7 separate regions of the Sus scrofa genome follow, and all the other regions are linked to region 2. Evidence: chromatin contacts called from public Hi-C and HiChIP or PLAC-seq data. All regions are on one chromosome and are shown on one strand. Each heading gives the region's core, a stretch centred on a gene start, on an enhancer-like site or on the middle of the called end of the contact. The rest is flanking DNA. Distances are from core to core; before and after follow the strand shown. Region 1 overlaps NFIA (nuclear factor 1 A-type). Region 2 has its middle 74 kb from the start of TM2D1. Region 3 overlaps NFIA (nuclear factor 1 A-type). Region 4 overlaps NFIA (nuclear factor 1 A-type). Region 5 overlaps NFIA (nuclear factor 1 A-type). Region 6 overlaps NFIA (nuclear factor 1 A-type). Region 7 overlaps NFIA (nuclear factor 1 A-type).

The links. A called contact is a pair of places that touch in the nucleus more often than the background predicts. HiChIP or PLAC-seq counts read pairs in DNA pulled down with a chosen protein or histone mark.
Region 1: an H3K27ac HiChIP or PLAC-seq map of skeletal muscle shows a contact between it and region 2, with 5 times the contacts expected there. The contact joins two enhancer-like sites. A contact is called at or near these places in 2 of 47 Hi-C or Micro-C datasets (embryonic fibroblasts and subcutaneous adipose tissue) and 1 of 2 datasets of contacts at active chromatin or transcription factors (skeletal muscle).
Region 3: a Hi-C map of liver shows a contact between it and region 2, with 9 times the contacts expected there. The contact joins two enhancer-like sites. A contact is called at or near these places in 3 of 47 Hi-C or Micro-C datasets (fetal heart ventricle, heart right ventricle and liver) and 1 of 2 datasets of contacts at active chromatin or transcription factors (skeletal muscle).
Region 4: a contact with region 2 is called in an H3K27ac HiChIP or PLAC-seq map of skeletal muscle, with 6 times the contacts expected there. The contact joins two enhancer-like sites. A contact is called at or near these places in 2 of 47 Hi-C or Micro-C datasets (heart right ventricle and skeletal muscle) and 1 of 2 datasets of contacts at active chromatin or transcription factors (skeletal muscle).
Region 5: a Hi-C map of embryonic fibroblasts shows a contact between it and region 2, with 2.3 times the contacts expected there. The contact joins two enhancer-like sites. A contact is called at or near these places in 2 of 47 Hi-C or Micro-C datasets (embryonic fibroblasts and mesenteric adipose tissue) and 1 of 2 datasets of contacts at active chromatin or transcription factors (skeletal muscle).
Region 6: an H3K27ac HiChIP or PLAC-seq map of skeletal muscle shows a contact between it and region 2, with 5 times the contacts expected there. The contact joins two enhancer-like sites. A contact is called at or near these places in 4 of 47 Hi-C or Micro-C datasets (fetal skeletal muscle, heart right ventricle, liver and 1 more) and 1 of 2 datasets of contacts at active chromatin or transcription factors (skeletal muscle).
Region 7: a Hi-C map of subcutaneous adipose tissue shows a contact between it and region 2, with 3 times the contacts expected there. The contact joins two enhancer-like sites. A contact is called at or near these places in 3 of 47 Hi-C or Micro-C datasets (mesenchymal stem cells, skeletal muscle and subcutaneous adipose tissue).

Annotation. Positions count from the first base shown.
Region 1 is chr6:150,983,611-150,986,472 of Sscrofa11.1, reverse strand. All of the region lies in intron 3 of NFIA (nuclear factor 1 A-type), which reads left to right. Among named protein-coding and RNA genes, the nearest start is that of NFIA, 240 kb to the left of the region's middle. Within about 2 kb of position 1,587, at least 29 of the 83 cell types and tissues checked have an H3K27ac peak or open chromatin away from gene starts, as enhancers often do. A contact at or near this core is called in skeletal muscle, where this site is marked.
Region 2 is chr6:150,687,854-150,690,553 of Sscrofa11.1, reverse strand. No RefSeq gene overlaps it. Among named protein-coding and RNA genes, the nearest start is that of TM2D1, 74 kb to the right of the region's middle. Within about 2 kb of position 1,358, at least 38 of the 83 cell types and tissues checked have an H3K27ac peak or open chromatin away from gene starts, as enhancers often do. A contact at or near this core is called in embryonic fibroblasts, fetal skeletal muscle, liver and 2 more, where this site is marked.
Region 3 is chr6:151,177,867-151,180,566 of Sscrofa11.1, reverse strand. All of the region lies in intron 2 of NFIA (nuclear factor 1 A-type), which reads left to right. Among named protein-coding and RNA genes, the nearest start is that of NFIA, 51 kb to the left of the region's middle. Within about 2 kb of position 1,431, at least 16 of the 83 cell types and tissues checked have an H3K27ac peak or open chromatin away from gene starts, as enhancers often do. A contact at or near this core is called in liver and skeletal muscle, where this site is marked.
Region 4 is chr6:151,022,785-151,025,484 of Sscrofa11.1, reverse strand. It overlaps NFIA (nuclear factor 1 A-type), which reads left to right. Exons shown (of 11, transcript XM_021097780.1): 3 at 1,618-1,683. Among named protein-coding and RNA genes, the nearest start is that of NFIA, 210 kb to the left of the region's middle. Within about 2 kb of position 1,389, at least 12 of the 83 cell types and tissues checked have an H3K27ac peak or open chromatin away from gene starts, as enhancers often do. A contact at or near this core is called in skeletal muscle, where this site is marked.
Region 5 is chr6:151,151,967-151,154,759 of Sscrofa11.1, reverse strand. The region is part of intron 2 of NFIA (nuclear factor 1 A-type); the gene reads left to right. Among named protein-coding and RNA genes, the nearest start is that of NFIA, 76 kb to the left of the region's middle. Within about 2 kb of position 1,324, at least 12 of the 83 cell types and tissues checked have an H3K27ac peak or open chromatin away from gene starts, as enhancers often do. A contact at or near this core is called in embryonic fibroblasts, where this site is marked.
Region 6 is chr6:151,117,801-151,120,728 of Sscrofa11.1, reverse strand. All of the region lies in intron 2 of NFIA (nuclear factor 1 A-type), which reads left to right. Among named protein-coding and RNA genes, the nearest start is that of NFIA, 110 kb to the left of the region's middle. Within about 2 kb of position 1,253, at least 56 of the 83 cell types and tissues checked have an H3K27ac peak or open chromatin away from gene starts, as enhancers often do. A contact at or near this core is called in fetal skeletal muscle, liver and skeletal muscle, where this site is marked.
Region 7 is chr6:151,086,274-151,089,064 of Sscrofa11.1, reverse strand. The region is part of intron 2 of NFIA (nuclear factor 1 A-type); the gene reads left to right. Among named protein-coding and RNA genes, the nearest start is that of NFIA, 140 kb to the left of the region's middle. Within about 2 kb of position 1,469, at least 8 of the 83 cell types and tissues checked have an H3K27ac peak or open chromatin away from gene starts, as enhancers often do. A contact at or near this core is called in subcutaneous adipose tissue, where this site is marked.

The DNA of each region.
Region 1 (2,862 bases), core at 338-2,837, 300 kb before region 2:
AGCTGTAGCCACCAGCCTACACCAGAGCCACAGCAATGCTGGATCTGAGCTGCATCTGCAACCTACACCACAGCTCACAGCAACGTTAGATCCTTAACCCACTAAGCGAGGCCAGGGATCAAACCTGTGTCCTCATGGATGCTAGTCAGGTTCCTTAACAGCTGAGCCACGACAGAACTCCAAGTTACCAATAAGAATTTTTAGCAAACCAAATTCTTAAAAAAAAATAAGTGCACCATTTTAAATTTTCCCTTTCTCTAGATATTCCTATATAGTGTTTATTGAAAAATTGGATAAAACTTGGTCTGCTGAAAAAAATGACGCAGGGTCCATTTCTTGATGGAGTATCTATAAGTATCACCCCAAAAATATGAAACAAAAATGTGTATCCCCGTATCTAGAATAATGCTTGACACACACAGATGGTTAAATGTGCATTTATTGAATAGATCTGTATTTAAAAGTATTTTAGGTATTATAAATAATTGTATTTTTATAAATACTATGTATAACTATATTAATGAATATCAAATTCCTAAAATTTGCACTCAATTTTTTAAAGACAGTTTGGAGACTAAGTACTGTTTTGTCTCACTTTGGACAAACCTAAGAAATAGAGATTTGCTTTTATTGAGTTTTGTGTTACTTGCTTTAGAACATAATTTCATTTTCACTCAAAAATTCATTCCAATAAAATGACATCATCATTTTTATTTATGCATACAACTTTTATGTGGATACTGACATTATTTACTCTTCCATATGAAAAGAACAATCATTTCTACCTGTTTTATCTTTGAAAACTTTGCTGATTTGATATCTCAGATATAAAGAATGTATTTATTATTTATGACAATAGCTATCATCTTTTGAACACATTCTGTTTTCTAGGTTCTTGGCTAGGCATTTTAAGTGCATTCTCATTACTCTTAGCAACACATTTATGAGGTAGGTATAGCCATGAGTGCCATTTCACAGCTGAGTAAACTGGGGCTTAGGACATTTGGGATTCTCATTTCTATAATACTGTCCCTCCTACCTTGTGATATGTCAATAATACCTTGCAAATGTAATTTTTGAAGGACAAGATGAATGAACATGTTACTGTATTGATCCCTTTACAAAAGAAAAGACAAATACATTTCAGGTTCACCTTGGTTGGTATTCAGCCTAGAATGTTTTGCTTTTCTGATCACAAACAGCTAAAAACTATGAAACTGAGTATGTTTTGTAATTACTTATTTTAAGTTAGATATATAACTTATTTAAATGCACAAATAAGTCTGGAGAAGCTTGATAAGTGAGGCAGAAATAGCTCCTTTTGAGTGGACTTTCAAAGCAGTGGTAATAACTCGCTAAGAAGAATGGACCCTGGCAGGTTTGAATCCTTGGTTGCAAGCTGACAGTTGGAGGGAATGTTCTTAGCAACACTCACTTTAAGGGAAATTAGGTCAGGCTTCTGGAACATTTATCATGTATACCTGTCACCAGTCAGCCCCAGTCCTTAAAGTGAACTGAGATCACAGCAATGATCCCTCCTGCTCTGAGTTGCAAAGGACATTCTAAACCAATAGTTCTACAAATATGTGAGTTTGGCAGAAACTCCCATAAAACTGAAGCCAACGCCCATGTAGTTGCTGTGGGAATTGAATTCCTTAATACTCTGTTTATAGAATTTTGAAACGGCAAATGGATTCGGTCTGTTCTGAAAAACAATCTGTCCCATGGCTTGTTTGGAATAACATCTAGAGTTGCTATAGAAGGATGTAGGCAGACGACCCATGTCTGCTTTAGAAGTCAATTTCACCAGCCTCTGCTTGTCTCAGACTGCACAGCCAGGTGGGTTTTTGCCCAACTCAGGATATTATTTGCTAAAGGAAAGGCCACCTTCTACTTGAGCTAAAGAGATGCTCATTTGGTGCAGAAACTAGAGGAGTTAGCAAAATCCAGAACTAAAGGAGTTAGCAAAATCCAGAGCAGTGCAAGGGAAGATAGAGTGTATGGTAAAACCAAAACAACATAAATGAGTCATAACCCATGTCCTTTCAGTAATCATGTGGCATCATTCTGGTGGTTTCAGAGCCATGTCAGCAAGTATGGGGATCCCACACAGGAATTTGAGATTGTATCTGCATCTGTTTATGTGCATTTCAGCTCAATGAATATCAGTCATAAAGGGTCTTATGGATTGAAGTGACCATATTCACCACGCAGTCAAATCTCTCTCTCTACTAGGTTAAGTTACCATATCTTTTAAAGAAATTACTCATCTCTTTTTTTTCAGAAATTCTTGTTGTGTAAACAAACCTAAAGATATAACAAAAAAATCTGCTACTTTATATGTGAAAATGGTTGAAGAAAGAGGCGATATTATTAAATGTTTGTGTAGGAATCAACCTTTACGTCTCAGGAATATAATAAGGGGATAAGAATAAATAGTTCACTTCTGTGTTCCTTTGTCATACATCTAGAGGGTCCACTGCGTGCTAATCACTACAAATGGTGGAATTAAAAAGATGAGATGTAGTTCCCACTTTTATTGAACTCTCATGGTTATGTGTGTGTGTGTGTGTGTGTGCGCGTGCTCCTGTGTGTATCTCTGTGTCACAGATCCTTAAACAAAAAATAATGACACCCTGTGTGACATGCCCCAGTAGAGAGTCTTTTAAAATTTGGGAGAACTCAAAAACTTAAATTTTGTCTGTGAAAAGTAGCTTGTGAAACAAAGTTTTGTTTTAAACTATATTCTTAAGAAAGATGGGCCTGTTACATATAAAAGCCCAGAAGATTTGGGGGCTGAAAGGGAAGAGCGGGTTTGGAAGAAATCTACCAATGGTTTTTGCGGGAAGAATTAAAAAAAAC
Region 2 (2,700 bases), core at 109-2,608:
CCCATCTAGTCCAAGCGTTCTGCTCTCCTTTGACCAAGTAGAGAACTCTCATTTGCATGGGCCCCAACCCACAACATCCCCATACTGTGACTGTTGCCTGGAGATGGCTCACATTTATCTGTTGAGATGAGTGGTCCTCTTTCTCACAACCCAGCTAAGGCCACTGGACCCAGTTTTCCAAGGTGCCTAGAAAGATGAGGCTGTGGCCCAAGGTAATGCTTATGTGGGCTGGAGGATACAGAGAATAGAATGGCTGCGACCTCTAGACTCTGTCTGGCTACTGGTACAGCCCCTCCTAAACAACAAACAGACTTAGTGAGTGACCACGCCACCAAAAAAGTGTGTGTGGGGGGGGGGGAAAAAAGCGTGTTTGTGTGTGTGTGTGTGAGCGAGAGAGAGATCTTTAAATTTTAATAGCTATTCAGACAGTCCTTAGAGAGAGAATTGGCAGCTTTGGCCTAGAGGCTGCCCCCCACCTGTCTCCAGGCACTGCAAACACAGCTGTGTAAGAAGGAGACAGTCAAAGCTTCCAAGGAGGAAAAAAAACACAACACCACGGTGCAGTGTGGGGTGGGGGGGTAGGGGGTGCAAACAATGGGAGGGCCTTTCTCACAAACCCACTTGGGACAGAGCCGGTCTAGCAACTGCAGAAATTAGCAAGGAGGACGCGGGCAGGTTTACAAACAAAAACAAAAACCACCCCTCCAGCCTAAAGTAAAATCCTTCAAGACCCAACTCAAGGGCCACTTTAAACCCATTTTTAAAGGAGGAGACGGAGCGCACAGCTCAAGCTGAGGGGGGAACAAGGTAGCCTGCTTTTCTGGCAGGGTTCGCCTTCAGGTGTTGTCCTCGCATCGAGGTGAAATGCAAAGACGATTGATGCTCTGTCAGAGAACTCAGAGCGCCTTACGCGAAACGCAGGACGCCCTGGGAAGGTGCCTAGAAACTTCTTTATCTGGCTTTTTTTCCAGACTGAAAAGCGCAGGCATTTTTCAAGTTCAACTCTTTAGAAAAGTCAGGAGAAGCAAGATTTCAACAGATGTTAGCGGTTCTGCAGTGGTCAGGGGGGGCTGCCCCTCCGTGAAAAAAAAAGGGGGGAAATGAGAAGAGGGAGGGAAACAGGTCGTCGTAGAAGAAAACCCAAGCAAGGCGGTATTTTCGGTATCATTTTAATCACAAAATAGCACGAATGCGGTCTGTGCCTGCGTGCTACCCAAACGTCGATCTGAATACCACTGAACGCTGGTTTGAAAATTTCCATTTTTGTAATTTGCTTTCCTTTGTTAAGCCAAGACTTGAGAGGAACCTGGCAGCCGTCTCCTAGTCTGGCACGATTTCCCCTCCGACGCACTGGGTTGGTGGGGACGTGGAGGGAGGCCTCCCGAGAGAGGAGAGGGAAGGCGGGTTGAGAAGCGTCGGCGGGGCCGCAGCCTCTCAGCCAGGGGGTTTGGCTCCACCTACAGGAAGCAGAAGGTACTTCAAGCCGATCCCTCTTCTGCCGCGGAAACCGGGTGGGATGGGGGTGGGGTTGGGGGACAACTGCTGGTGAATTTCCCGGCCAATCAGAATGCGGCGTGTAAGGAGCTGGCGGTCAGGACTCGGCAGGTAGAGATCTGCATCACCAGATCCAGAGCAGCATATCGGATGCAGCGCCGGGATTCGTATTTGGAGGAGAAAAGACTTCAGGCCTCCTCTTATAACCTACGAATTGATTTCACTAGTTAAATATAAGCCCTATTTGGGCTATTTCTGATCCCAGTTCAGGGCCAGCACAGAGTCACTGTGCCCAACTGCTGGATGAATGAACAAACAAATGAATCCAACACACAGGATAATACACTCAATTAAGCAAGAGACCTAATGTGATAAAAACAAATGCGCCCCCCACCCCCCACCCAGGAATAAATGTGAGTAATCAGACATTTTGTTAAGGGCTAGTAATTGCTACAAAAATCCTGCACCATCTTAGACTAGTCCAGTGGTCCATTTGCAATGTGGGTAGCACTAATTAAGAACCACTCATCTGGAGTTCCCCTTGTGGCTCATCAGGTTAAGAAGTCCATTAGTATCCATGAGGAGGCGGGTTTGATCCCTGGCCTCACTCAGTAGGTTAAGGATCCCACCTTGCCATAAAGCTGTGGTGTATAGGCTGGGAGCTTCCATATGCCAGAAGTGCAGCCCTACAAAAACCCAAAAAAAACCAAACAAAAACACTCATTACATCTGATGCCCTTAATTTGCGGATGAGTAAGCTGAGGCTTGGCGAGGTTCCCCTCCTCAATCCTCCTCCCCCCGCAACTCCCCTCCCGCCCCAACAAGTTTGTTGGTGGTAGTACTGCTTTGGGGCTAAATTTTCGTGACCTTCTCTCTGACGTTTGTTTACAAAAGCCAGAGAATTGTTCTGCGGGACTGCGGCTTGACCAGCACAGATACGCTTAGCTGATTGGCTCTCTCTGGCGGAAGCTGACTACCCCACCTACCTGTGGTCCCGTCCCTGAGTTTCAGTCCCAGCCCCTGCTAGGGGCTAAGGCAGCTGCTCCTGCTGCTTTACTCCAAAAATCAAATGCCGCCTGGGGTTGGTGCCAACCGGTTGCTAAACTTATGGATTCATTTTATTTAAGCCTAAAAGGCAGTCTTTGAACTTGTGGGTTTGTAGGCTACAAACAAGCAGGTGCTATGTTTTAGCAACACAGGTCTTAT
Region 3 (2,700 bases), core at 182-2,681, 490 kb before region 2:
CAAGTTTGCTCATTTTGGCATAATTGTAAAACAAAAGTGTTACTGTTGGATCTGGGCATGTGATGGGTGAATGAGTGTTTCAATGAAATGACATAAGTCTGTATAATTTGGAGGGTAATGATGCCTTAGAACAAGAATAAATCTGGAGCGATGGAAAGGCTCCATATTCTAGATGAATGCATGCTTCCTCTTATGAGTCTGAAAAATAAAATTAAATTTTTATTTATACGAATCCACTGGGGACAAAAGCTCATGGACTGGGTTTATGATATATTTCAGAACAGGAATATTAGCCTTAACCTCTTTCCTCACATTGCATATGATATTTAATCCATCATCTTTGTTTTAAACAAACAATACGCAAGCTGTTGCTGGCATTGGTATAAAGCTGATGGTCCATCTGGAGAGCAGGAATATAGATCAGGAAAATAAGAGAATTGAAATTGGGTGCAAGGGCAGATTTGCATGTGTAAAACCTTTCTGTTTTTACCAGCTTTTTATCAAATTATTTAATACTAGGCAACACAGATTCCTTTTTCTTGAATCTGAGTGTCTTATTCGAAGAAGAGTTGCTTCTGGGCTGAAAGGAGGACAGTTGGGGTTTGAGAGACGGTAAAGTCCTAAGCCATTCCTCTCACCTTTTTTTTTGGCAGGGGGAGTCCCGGTGGAGAAGAGAGAGCCCCACTGGGGGATTTAGTTCCTGGTGTAGCCCTGTGATCCTTGGCCAGTCCTTTTAGCTTCTTGACCTTCAGTGTCCTTTGATCCCACTTAATTCATCAGCCATTGGTTGAGGCAACTGAGAATTTTCTGAGCTGACCATTATGCGAGGCATCAGGGACCCCTAGAGGAGAAAGACTGGGCCCTTCTCTCAAGAGGCTTCAGGTCTTGCAGTGGAGACGGGACCTCACAACTGCACAATGGCATCAGGGGCGTATAAGAGATGCCGGGTCGCAAAGGAAGGAAAATTCATTCTGTCCAGAACGGACAGGAAGATTTGAATTACGAATCCTTCCTAAAGGTTTTCTACTTCCGTTGGCCAAGGAGCAGACATTCCAGGTATCTGGATCGTGAGAGGTTCAGGACGAATTATCAACAAAGTTCTTTCCAGCACCACACGGGTGGTGTTATCAATGTGAAATTCTTTGAATAGCTTTCCTCTGATGAGGTACTTGCCAAAGAGTGTTTATTGTCATGGTTGAAAGAAAGTAATAATGAAAGAAACAATGATTTCTTTTGGTTATAAAATTGGGGCTGGATGGGAGGAGGCAGCCGGGGTTTTTTTTTTGTTTGTTTTTTTGCCCCCCCCCCCTTTTTAATTATCGCCCTGTTTGAAAGAGCAGGCTGCATGGAGGGTGGCACACACTCTGTGCAGAGACCTTCCTCCTTCCAGAGAGTGGCATGGATGGAGCGACTGTAACCTGGCCTCCCTCCACGGGAGGAGGGAATCCAGGTGGCCCCGCTCAGATGTGTGTGCACAGCAAGGCTTCTGAAATGACAGGAGCGCCCGGCGGCTTCCCAAGCAGCTGTGACTCTGGATCGCGCCCACCATCTCTGCTTCTCACCACCAGAGGAGTGAATCTCTGCTGCCTTAGGAGGCGCGGAGCCCGGGAATTTTCTTCCTTTTTTTTTTTTTAATGTTTCATTTTATTTTTAAATTCTTCAAGCAGCAGATGATGATTTCTTGACAAAAGAAAGATTCCCTCTTTTTAAAGAGGTCTTGTGTAAACTCACGGGTTAGGAAGAAAACCAGAACCCCTCCTTTTTTGTTGTTGTTTATGCGCGGCCAATAATTTATTCACATGTGACATTTGAGCTGGCATTTTTTTTTCTCCCCCTCCTAAGAGGACAGTAGCTTCCGCTGTTGTTGTGTCCTAAAGCAAAGTCAGAATAGCCCTTCGCTTTTGTCCCCCTTGGTAGGTATATTTTAGCCTCTGGCCTTTTTTCATTTAGACCTTATGCTGTTTCCTAACCCTCAGACTGTTTTTGAAAGGCTTTGATTAAAATATGCTGATAACAGAATTTGATAACCAAGTTAGGAACGACAAGGCTATCTGGAGAAGACCGAATGATTTGGCAGCCTAACAAATTCTATTCAGAGCACACAAAGAGATCCTGGAACCTTTTACAGGGACTCGTGTTTGGGGAATGGTATGAACTCAGGTTACCTGCAGAATATGGTGTCATATGGAAACATTTAAGAGCTTATGGAAAATTCTTTGAAATAAAGTGGAATGAGCCAGCAAGCATAGAATACCGAAGAAGAAAAATAAGAGCATTCATTCTGATTTTCAGGTGGCTGCTCAAGGAGGGGAGAAGGACGAAAGTAAATCATTGTCAACATCCTACGCCTCACGTAGAAGAGCTATCGCCTCAGAATAGCTGTGCTAACCAAATCCTAGACTTAAAAGGATCTTAGAGGCCATTGCGTCCCACAGCCTTGCTCTGTTAGAAACTCCCGTGTGATGCCCCCAACAGCCTCTGCGTAAATACTTCCAGAGGGACGTGAGGGAGTGGGAGTGAAGGTGGCTGATGCTGAATACCTCCTCTCTCGAGATACTGCTCGGGCACGTGCTCACCATCTCCTGTTTAACTTACGTGTGGGTTTTATGACATACAGTTTACAGATGAGGAAATTAAGTTAGGTCAACCTGTAAGGCGACTTGCCTCCGCTCGTGTGTCTAGCTTAAGGCCCAACAGAAA
Region 4 (2,700 bases), core at 140-2,639, 330 kb before region 2:
TTTGGACTTAAAATTTCACCTATGGTCCAATATAAATTTGCATTCCAGTTTTCAGTGCAGACTTTGGATTTAACTTTGTGGTTCATTCTCAAGAATTTCTCTAAAATTTTTTAACCTGTACTGCTTTTGTTTGTGTTTTCACTGTGGCTATTCTTACATTATGATAAAAGCTACCACTTTGCCAGACTTAAATAAAAACTTATATTTTCACATTTTCTGCTGTTTGAACCCTTGATTCAATCTAGAATTTTTGCTGTAGTCATCAGGTTAAGAGCATCTGAAAAAAATTTTAAATAGATGTTTTAAAAATAGTACTTCCCGATAATTAAAATCTTCATTTGCCTAAAAGCAGGGAGCATTTCTAAAGTAATAAATTAGCACTTCTTGACCTAGGGTCATTCGTAGTGCTACTTCTTTTTTGCAGTATCTCCAAGGAAGAGAATGGTAAAGCTATAACTCTGTTGAAATAGAAGTAATATTTTCAATTTAATCACAGTTAAGTGTCATGACCTTTTGATCTTGCATTGAACTTCTTGCTGAAATGTGGTCAAATTTCAGACAGCTCCTTCTAACCCTGTGAAGTCAAGGTTAAGTTCAGAGTCAGGCTTTCCACAGATACAGAGGTTTTCCTTAAAAAAAAAAAAAAAAAGTTTTTCGATAATGTTATATACTGTTTCAAGTCTCAGAAAAGGCTTTACGTAAAAAATTCTGTCCTTGAGCTCTTCTGTCTGACCTTTTTTTGCCCGTAAAATGAATCACAAATATACTTCTAATTCTGTGAAATTTTTTGATCTAATTTAGTTTCATCTCATTTTAAAATTAGATGGCATTTTATTTGAAATTATCCCAGTTAGAAGTTACAAAATAATTGAATTAGTTTCTTTAGCTGGAAAATGATTGTATTTGTTTAAATAAAAAATGAATGGAATCCCATAAAGGTGTGCAAGAACCTGTTTTCGCTCACAAGCTCTTTTAGGATCTTCCAAATGCATCAGGGTGAGAGAAAAATAGCACCTAACGAAGTGGGGGAACTGTGTATCTTTCAGAAAGACGCCTTTGAGTGATCCTGTTCTTTTAAGTAAATGCACTAGAATATTAGGATTCTAGTATTTAATGGTGTTAGTCTGCGTAGTCTGTTGCTGTAATACAGAGCTAAATATCAACAGAACTTGTTTCTGTTGTTTGGGTTGCTTTTATATACCAGCTTCAAAATATGTTTTGACACTTTATTATGTTCTGAATCAAGCTTCAGATGTGTGTAATGAAGGATGAAGTCTTTATCAGACTCTAGTGTATAAATAATGGAGAAGAGCAGTTTGGAAATGGTCTCTCTCTGTCAGAGGATGGTTTCTGAAGAGTTTCAAGTTATGATCTGGCACAGGCCAAGCGCCACTGGAGGTGTAAACAGAACCAAGTCCTCTCGGAAGGCATGGGCCGCTGAGGCTGCTGTTTTCCTCCCTTTTCTTTGCTCTCCTCTTTTTTTTCCCGTCATCATGTCACTTCTGCAACGGTCTCATTCCTCGTGTACATGCTGAACCTTTTGAGAAAGTCTGGCACCTCTGATCCACGTTCTTTCACAGACCCTGTAATTTTTGGCTGTATTTTTATGTTTTTCAGATTCAAGTCAATCTGAAAGTCCCAGCCAGCCAAGTGACGCTGACATTAAGGACCAGCCAGAAAATGGTAAGTTTAGTTTGGGACGCCGGTTGCTGCTTTGAAAGTCCACAGTCGCCAGCAGCCAACCATGAGCAAGGATTTTGAGGTCTGCCCCTCTGGGTGGCCCACAGTAGGAGCGACTTTGAGGACTCAGGGAGTTTTCTGGGTCACTCCAGCAGCGCCAGGCCCTTCCTCTCAGCCACAGACCCTCCCAGGGTACTCCCAAGAATCCGAGTTCCCAAGAAAGTTGATTGCTGTGAGAGGTGGGGTTGATGTATCAGATCAGAGTCTTTTACAGCATAAGTGAGGAGCCAACTCCCTTTCATTTCAGTTCCTTTTAAGGTGGCAAGTGGCCCACAGTCTTCTTCACTAGCGACTTAAGTTTATTGACTGACAAGTATTTTTGAAGCCTTTTGGAAGCCTTTGCTAATAATTGCTATAAGAAAATTATCTCTGCCTTTGAAGGAGTTTTCACTTTAAATGGTCTAAAATAAACACCTGGCAGTATTAAAGTCATCAATTGCTTAATTTCTGTTCTGTATATGTATATATATATATATATGTATATATAAAACATGGAATACACACTTTATGCATATGATAATATTCACTAAAATGCTAATGTGTGCTATATGCACTCTAAGGACAAGAAAGCCTGTCACAGGTTAGAATCTTAAGCCTGAGTAAAACGATCAGTTTCAGTAAAAACTGAGAAGGTGACTAACGGTGCCCATCGTACGTTAAACATTGTATTATGCATTTTCATACATACCATCTCATGAAATTCCAAAGTGCTCATCCTTGGTGAGAGAACTGAACGCTCTAGTGGGAACTTGACCTTGAGGGACCTTTGAGGAAACGATGACATCATGGCCGAAAACTCAGGCTGTAGGGTCAGAGCTGTGTTCAAATTCTGCCTCTACTCTTTCTTTCCTTTGTAGTTTTGAATGGATTATTTAACCCCCTGGAGTATTGATTTATTCCTCACTTTTGAAGTGGTTTAGTAATAATATTACTTTCACGTTGAAGAATTATAACATACTT
Region 5 (2,793 bases), core at 75-2,574, 460 kb before region 2:
AGATGCCGGGGTCTCGTAACTTTTAGGGTTATCCTAATGGAGTCAGGTTTCTGGAAATTGAGATATTTTACTTCATTCCAATTTTCAAAAGTAGAATCTTCTTCATGGAAAAATGTGGAGTCGTATACAGTTGTTGGGAAATCATGTTGCCCTCTTCTATAGTATTCAGGCCATTTTGTTGTTGTTGTTTTTCGTTTTTTTTTTTTTCTTCCTTTGTAAATGGACCTTAGGCTTTCTCTGTTACTGGAAAGCATGTCATCTTCATTTGCTTTTTTTCACCTAGTGGTGCTTAATGATACCATGTGAATTTTTATGGTCTCGGCCTCATCAAAGTGTTTGCCCTAAAATTTCCGTTGGATTAAGACTGTATCTTGGTGTGAGGGCTAAAATTGGAGGACTGGGAGCACACAGGGTCGGATCTATATATGCTGGCAATTAATATTGATGAGTGGGCAAAAGTCCAACATTATCCTAGGAGGGGTTGGCTCATGTTCCCTGCACACCAGTGCAAGGGAATCCTTCCCCTGCAGGTGTGAATGGTTTGATTTAGTAGGTGGATGAGGAAAGGCAAGGGGTGTTTTCTTGTGGTCCAGTTTACATTACACGTTGTACGTTAACCAGCTGCGTAAGAAAATGTTCATCACTGAGTGGTGGTAGCAGGTGTCCTGAGACATTGCTGACCCAACTCAGTATCTCCGGGGTCTAGCATCATGCCTGGTACATAGTCGGCACTCATGAGCGTTTATGAAATGGATAGAAGAAGGAAGGAACAGCCGTTGGTGTAAAGCCCCTTAAAAACACTGGCCCCTGCTTACCTCTCCAGCCTTCTTACCCGCTCCCACCTTCTAGCCTTAGTATATATACCACTTGCAGCATTAGGCGCTCCACGTTCTCTTGCCTGTTTTGGACCAGTGTGCTTTTCATCCGCTCTCCCCTCTAACCACACCCTCCCTATCCCCCTTGGTCTGGCCAACTCAGCCCCCTTCTAGAAGACTTTTAGGATTGAAGGCCTGCTTCATTTTTCATATCTGTAAACCCGTGGATAACAAGAGGAAGCTACTGACAAGTGGCACTGTTGAAATCCGTGTCGGAACCTTCATTTCAGGAGCGTGTGGAACGTTGTCAGATGCTGGCATCGTTTGGATTACACCTCCCAAACTCCACTTTGTTGGTGCTTTCCATTCGGGAATGGGCAAAACATGACTCTCTTAACACCAGGAACAGAAGTGGTCGTGTCAGCGGGGGATTCTGTCATGAGTGCAAGAGCCTCAGTCTCAGGGTGCTGTGGACCTGAAGAACCTTTGATGCATTTACCTGTAATCTGACTCATACATACCACAGTGTGTGGGTAGGCCAAAAGAAATGGAGAAACGGAACCATCCCCTTTCTAATGCAATTTCAAAAAGTTTTTGGCCCATAGTAGGTGCTCAGCCAACATTTGTTAGGGATGGAAGCATAAATGAATCGAGTTACTTTTTCCCTTTTTTGGCTTTAAAATAAGATTTCAAAAATCCTTAGATAGTCTCTTCCCCTTGGCTTCTTTTTGCACACATAGTCCTAGGCTCAGTCTATACTTAGTGCTTTGGCTAAGACTGACTCATCTTGTTTCTGATTGCCTTAGTGATATGAGACTCTGGTATCCATGGGAATGGTGTAAGGCAGTATTGCTTTCGTACTTAGAAAAACGCCAACTAGAAGGGCTCGCTATTGCTCCTGGTACTGGCTAATTCCTAAGAACTACAGGGCAGTCTCCCCCTTATATTCTTAAGCCAGTGTGGAAAACAGCATAATCTCCTGGGAAAATTAATCAGCTTTTGTGACAGACAGATGTATGTGACTCAGATCTTGTGGTTGCTGCGGAGGGGCTGGGTGACTTTGGGCAGGTTGTTTAATCTCTCTGAGTTTCTTCATCTCTGTTTTTGTAAAACGGGATGGGGCGAGGAGAACTATATTAACTTGCAAGGTTGCTTGACACTTAGAAATGATTTTGTAAGTGTCCTAGTCAGTAAATGGTAGGTATTATGACTACAATTACTGCTATGAACCAGGTTGGCTGTGTATCCTCCAGAGTTGCAGTGGGGACAAGGTTAGATCAGGGTGGGACAGCTGAGTTAGATTTGAATAGTGTCTGTGCTTTCGCAGTGGAGATTTCCCCTTTTCCTCCTGGGAGATTTCAGGTTAGTTTAAGAGGGGAACTGAGGAGCTCCTGCTGTGGTACAGTGGGTTAAGGATCTAGCATTGTCTCTGCTGAGGCATGGGTTCTATCCCGGGTCTGGGAACTTGCACCATATGCCCCAGGTGTGCCCCCCACCACCGGGAAGAAAAAGGACCTGAATATCTTCTTTATGTTCTGGATGTTTCAGAGGTGGCTAGAAACTGGTGCTAGTTACTAAGGAAAAACTTTGAACAATACAGATGTTAGGAGACAGGGTGGTGCCAAGCTCCGTGCCTTCTGCTGAGTCCTTTTCTCCTGCTGTCTCTGTGTCTCTTTGCTGGGAGCCAAGCAAAGGGGACCTCACAATTATCCTGGCCCTCCTGTTTTGTTTCTTTCCCAGGCAGGTGCTTCTTCCTGACCGGGAGTTATTATGGGTGGCCCCAGCTGGGCTGATTTTATTGTTCCAGAAAGTGTCAGCAGAGACATGGCTGGACGTTGGAGTATCCTCTGTGATTCGACATTTTGGAGAATCCTTCTGTGGTACAGTGTACCTGGCCAAAAAGGCCTCCAGCTGAGAAATTCTGTGAGTGGAAAGGCTTTGAATAGATGGAAACCAAGAAGGGTAAATTTTAAAATTC
Region 6 (2,928 bases), core at 4-2,503, 430 kb before region 2:
GCAAATGTTTCAATTAAGGAAATTTATAGTTTATTTGAAATAGTTGAAATTATAATAGCTTGGCTTGCTTTACCTAAATTATTGTTCCATAATATCAAAAATTTTACATAAAAGCAGCTCTCATCTTCATATTCTTCGATTTTTCTGGCCCACTTTCTCTGTGAGTTTTCAGTTCAACGAAACAGAAACATTTCAGTTGCAGCATTGAGGAAGAATTCGATTCATGGATTATTGTTTATGAAAAAGAAATGTTACATGGATGACAGTGGTTTAAAAATATGATGACTTATCTTGGTTGTAGTCAAACTTCCCTGAACACTGAAAACTGAAAACCATGGAAAGACACTGCCCTGCTAGGTACTTGCTTAGCATAAATCATGAATGCATAACTTTTCTGAAGAGATTTTCTTCAAGATGCTTTTCCCATTCAGTTCCTTTATCCTAATTAGAGGCCTTAAACTTCTGATGGGCAGCTGCTTTCTTACCTGTTTCAGAACTATAGCACCGATAAAATAGCATAATGTAGGTTTTGGTTTTTGGAGAAAGAATTTGAAGGATGCAGGGCTTTATTTAAAAAATCTTACTGCAGCTATCTATCAGAGGTCTCCTAGTTTCTTTTCTTGCAGGCATTTCAGAGGTGCTTAAATTCATCAGATGCTGGTGATTGAGGAATGTAATGATGGACTAGATAGGGAAGAGACTTGGGCAGCGTGCCGGAGTCGCTGGGCCTGAGAAATGCCCCTGGTTTGGCGAGGCGGGATGGTGTGAAAAGGTCACGGGCCCTACTGAGGTGGCTTCAAGGAGCAGACACTTGTTTTGCAGCGGTGGGAGCAGGTATATGGGTGGTCTGGCTCGCTCGGGCCCCTCTCTCTGGCGGAACACGTGCGAAACCATCAGCATGTCTGTGGGTCTCGTGTGGCGTGAGTGGCGAGGCTGTGCATTAAAGACCAGAACCATTACCCAAAGGGTGGGAACACCCCAGCGGCCAGTGGCCCGTGGCCAGGTGCTGTAGGAGGACACCGCAGGCAGGCCTGGCCAATCCGAGGCGATCTTTTGCTGGCAGTTGCTCCTTTGGCCACCGCTGCAGTAAACACTTTCCCTTGGATGTTGGTTTTCTGTTGTGTCTGGCAGCCACACAGGGCTGCTTGAACTTTCGCCAGAGGCAAATATTTATACATCAGAGTGTGCAGTGTTCAACTGGTCAGGCCTGAGCGGGAGAGCGAGGGACCTCCGTGCCTCTTCGCCAGGGAGGATGTGTCCTGCCCCCGCCCTCCCCTGCCCCCCGGCGGCTCGGCCAAGTGGGACCATCCTGGAGGTCCCTGGAGCCCGGGCTGCCCGTGCGTCCTTCCCAAACGCTTCCAGGCGCAACCTGGGGATGTGCTTTCTGAAGGGAGGGCGTCCTGACATTCCTGCCTGCGCCTCTAATTCCCCTTGGAAAGTTTACAGTTAATATTTTCCCTGGAACATTGTCAAGCTTTTGACAGAGCCTGAGTGTATGCCGAACTGTGAAATCGAGCCGGGAGAAGCAAGTTGTGAGAAATCTGTTTCTACTCAAATCCGTAAGGTTTTGTGAACAACAAAAACAAAAACAGAAAACTTCAGGGGGGAACGTGGGGAGTGGGGCCGGCCGGCCTCTCGTGGTGCGGACTCGGCCGCCATTTTAAGAAGCCGGCGCTGGGCGACGTCGGGCTCCTTACATGGCGGCTGTATTTACTCGGCCGCAGCCAATCACGCCGGCCGAGCCCGGCACGTGACGCGCCACGAGGGCACGCTCAGCCATTTCCTCGCTGCTGAAAAACTTGCTACCTCCACAGAGCACTTTACCTTGTTTTGCATGCCAAATGTTCCTGCAGAATGTGTCTAGCAGACTGGCATTTGTCCATAAAGTTATTTTAGTAGGTAAAAAGTCTCTGAGCACTTGAGCTTTGTGCATTCTTTATGTAAAATGGATTTCCCTTCTTGGCCAGAGGCCAAGGGTACAGCACACTCGCTGGGTGAGAAGAGAGCTTCTCTGCTGAGAAACTGGTGGACCGACACACTCTAATTTTTTGGCTTCTGACCAAACAAGCTCGATGGATGCCAAAATTCAACAAAATAACACATTATTGTGTGATAGGAGCCGTGCTCGAAGAGAGCAGGAACTCAGAGGAACTTCATGCTGCCCCCGCCCCCCCTTCAGAGCATTGTCACGTTGGGGAGCTTTCTTTGGGAAACGAGAGGAAAATGGCAAAATACAACCTAGAGAGTAAGGTATAATTTGCACATAAACACGAAGGAAGGAGCTGAAAGAAAACAGAGGAGTTTAAAATTGCTTTTATGAACTTGTCCCAGACATAACACAGAGGTCTGTGACTTGACTTGACTTGCATTCTTTTAACCCTGTAGGCTCCATTTATATGTCTCAGCCGAATGGTGGGCTACTTAATATTCAAATGAGAATTAACCTGAGATTTAAGCACTTTAGAAAGACGTCAATCGAAGGATAGCTGCATATTTCAAATATGGAGTCTTGGCAGGCTTATTAGGAACAGCAGACAAGTTGGTACCTCGGCATGTCTTCTATGCTTTTGCCCCCTGATGTCCGACGTTGAGTGACGTCAGCTTTGAATTACCTGTGTGGTGTTAGCAAGTCAGGTAAGCTCTCTGTAGGATGGAGACTGTTAAGGAAGATGGTTAAGATCCTTCTGAGCTCTAAGGACCTGAAGCTGAATTTGAGTAAACAACAGGCGTGGCGATACAACTCACCTTCAGTTTTTGTATGAAAATTTATCAATCCAAAGAGGGAAAAGGGAGTATCTCTAGTTTAAGCCACCGTCATCCTCCCTCAGACCTCTTCTGGAATCCTGAGTGTTCCAGCTTCTTCCATTCTTGCTCCTTCACACACCAGCCAGAATGGTCTTTAAAGAATTAAATTAGGTTTGTTTGTTT
Region 7 (2,791 bases), core at 220-2,719, 400 kb before region 2:
GCCCACAAGTCGGTACTGAATTAATTGAATTATCTTCATCTTTACATCCAGAGTGCCTGGAGCAGGTTCTGACCGATAATGTGGTAAAGACTTCATAAAGCTTTCTGAATAAATGAACGAGCAAAGGGATTACATGAAGAAAACTTCTAGAGTTTTCTTCTGTCCTCTACTAAGCATGTATGATTTTAAAGGACCTCCTTTTACTAGCCTTACAAAGAGGGTACATGCCTGGGCTTTATTAACAACATTCATTCATATATATTGTAGCGGGACTTAGTGATAAAAGAGAACTTTGTAGCTTGGTTCATAAAAGAAAATTCGCAGTTTGGTAGAGTTGGGACCACACCTTCAGACACAGACACTGCATTCAGACTTGCCGCCCCCCACCCTGCTCAGCCTCTGGGCTGCAGCCCAGACTGAGGTTGGGCAGCGGGAAGGAGGAAGCCCTGTGGTTAAACCACTTGGGATAATCGAAAGTCGACCATACTTATTTTCAATTTGGCAGCTGCATTAGCTTTCTCCTCAAGTGCGCAGTTTTCCCTGGCCTTCTTCACTCTGCGGCCTGTTCACCATTGGTGACCTGGCAGAGGCAGCTGAGCCAGGCTCACCATGGCTCCCTTTGCTTGTTCCAGTGCTTTCCCTGACTTGGCCACGCTCTCTGGTCTCAGGAAATTGGATCAATGGCAATGAGTGCAAAAGAAGAAAAGGAAAGATGAAAATCAAGAAAGTTTGACCCGCGGGCCATGTCATAATGAAATGTTAAATTTAACATGGCCTGGGTTTGGCCAGATGTAAATATTTACAGTATGTGAAAATACTCTGGGATCCTCCGACAGTTTCACATGCTTTGAATGCTTCGATTCAGACCCTTAGAAATTTCTGGTGGGCAGTTGATATTTGAGTGCATGAATGTATCCGTCTTAATGCTCCCGCCTTGGACACCGTTTTGGTTAGAGGCACAGCCTGCCGCAGATGATGCGTGAGTGTTTCAGTGACAGTAGGAGAGCAAGGTTGTGAAGATACGTGTTTATGTGGAACAGACTGGAAACCCACTTCTTCTAGGATGATCTAATGTACATGACCTTATTCATTGTCTTTTTCCTGTGTTTTTTAACCTGTTTTTTTTTTTTCTTTTTTTCTTTTTCCATTTTCATCTCAAGTTGACGATACGACGTTTAAATTTGCTCTAGCACCTGGGCATAATTTTCTACCCATATTGAACCTCAGAAGAATCTCAGATCTTGGTGATCTTATTTTACGGTTTTCCCTGGATAAAATGTCCTTGATACCCAAAACTATGTGTTAAATATTTATTATTGCTTGCGTACAGTTTCTTGGAGAGGATCTTAGGGGTTTCATAAAGGACTGGTAAAATCCACTTTTCCCTTTAGCATTTACCAGCAACCTTGGAATTCGTGTGGCCTGAAATACGGTCAGAGTGCATGTTACTCAACTTCTCCTGGCAGCTCCTGCTCTCTCATGCTGCACACAGATGATGCCCCCCCGCCCCGTCCCCCACGCCAGTCAAGCAGTGTATGAGGCCTGTTGACGCATCAGGCATATGTAGGGACTCAGTTATACCTTTCATGACTGTAGCAGGGACAGAGCGATGCCAGGAAAGTAAGAATCAAGCTATTGACCTGCCTGACCTAAAAAAAGCACCCCTGCATTTTTTTTGGAAGTATGGGAGTTTGGAGGTGCCCCCCACCGCCGAGTCAGACCTAAGTCTGCAGGTGGACAGCCATGATAGGGCTGCTCTTTTCTTACAGGTGTGTGGTGGGCATCATTTCATGACCCTCCTAGGCTGGAGTAGACAGTCAATTAAAAGATGTACGTGTATGGGTTGTATCAGAGAGAGAGGATCCCAACTTGTGGTCAGAAGGGTGTCTACTCCTGTGTTCTGCTAGGGTTTATCAGGCTATTCCTTGCTGGAAGCTGCTTATCCAGTTTGGATTGTACCCCTTAAGGTAGATGGAACTTTACCTTCAGCCTTTCAAATCAAAAAGGAAAATCTTGGAAAGTAAGAGTTTTGCTAGTGTCTTTTGTAGGACCTCAGTGATGGAAATTGGGATGAAAAGTCAGGGAGTCGTGTTTGGCTGATGGAAATTAGAAGTTGGGCTCATAGTAAATTGCATTTGCCTCTCTTTAACAGCTTGTAGACCACCTCACATTTGTTATCTTATTTGAACTTTATTATTGTTCAATGAGGAAAAATGGCTATCATTATTATTACCATTATTATCAATATCACCTTCCATTTCATAGATGATAAAATGGAGGCTCTGAGAATTTATGAGATTTTCCCCAAATTGCTAAACTATTACGTCTGAATCTGAGTGTATGCCAAGATCTCTGTTCCTGGACCCTGTGCTTTTGCCTCTGAAGTATTCTGTTGCCAAGCCTGGCTTTCTAAGGACTTCTCTGTCTTTTATTATTTCATGGTTGACATTCTAGCAGAATTAAAGATGCTTTACAAATGCATTTTATTTAATACTTCCATAGCCCATATAGGAAATGGTGTTGAAGTTACAAACTTTGCTTGCTAAAATCAACACAGTTTGTGAAATAGGCCTTACCTCTCATAAACTCCCATAGCTCCCGAAAACTTAACTACTATATTATTGCAACAAAGTTTGCAAAGCACTGCAAAGATTGAGACATACTTTTCTCCTCCCTAATACCAGACAGTCCTATGACACGTCTGGAGCTGTGGTGAAATATTTATTAAAATTTAGGTCTTTCTCTGATAATATATTTCTTTCAAAACTGAAAAAAAAAGGGGAATTCCCAT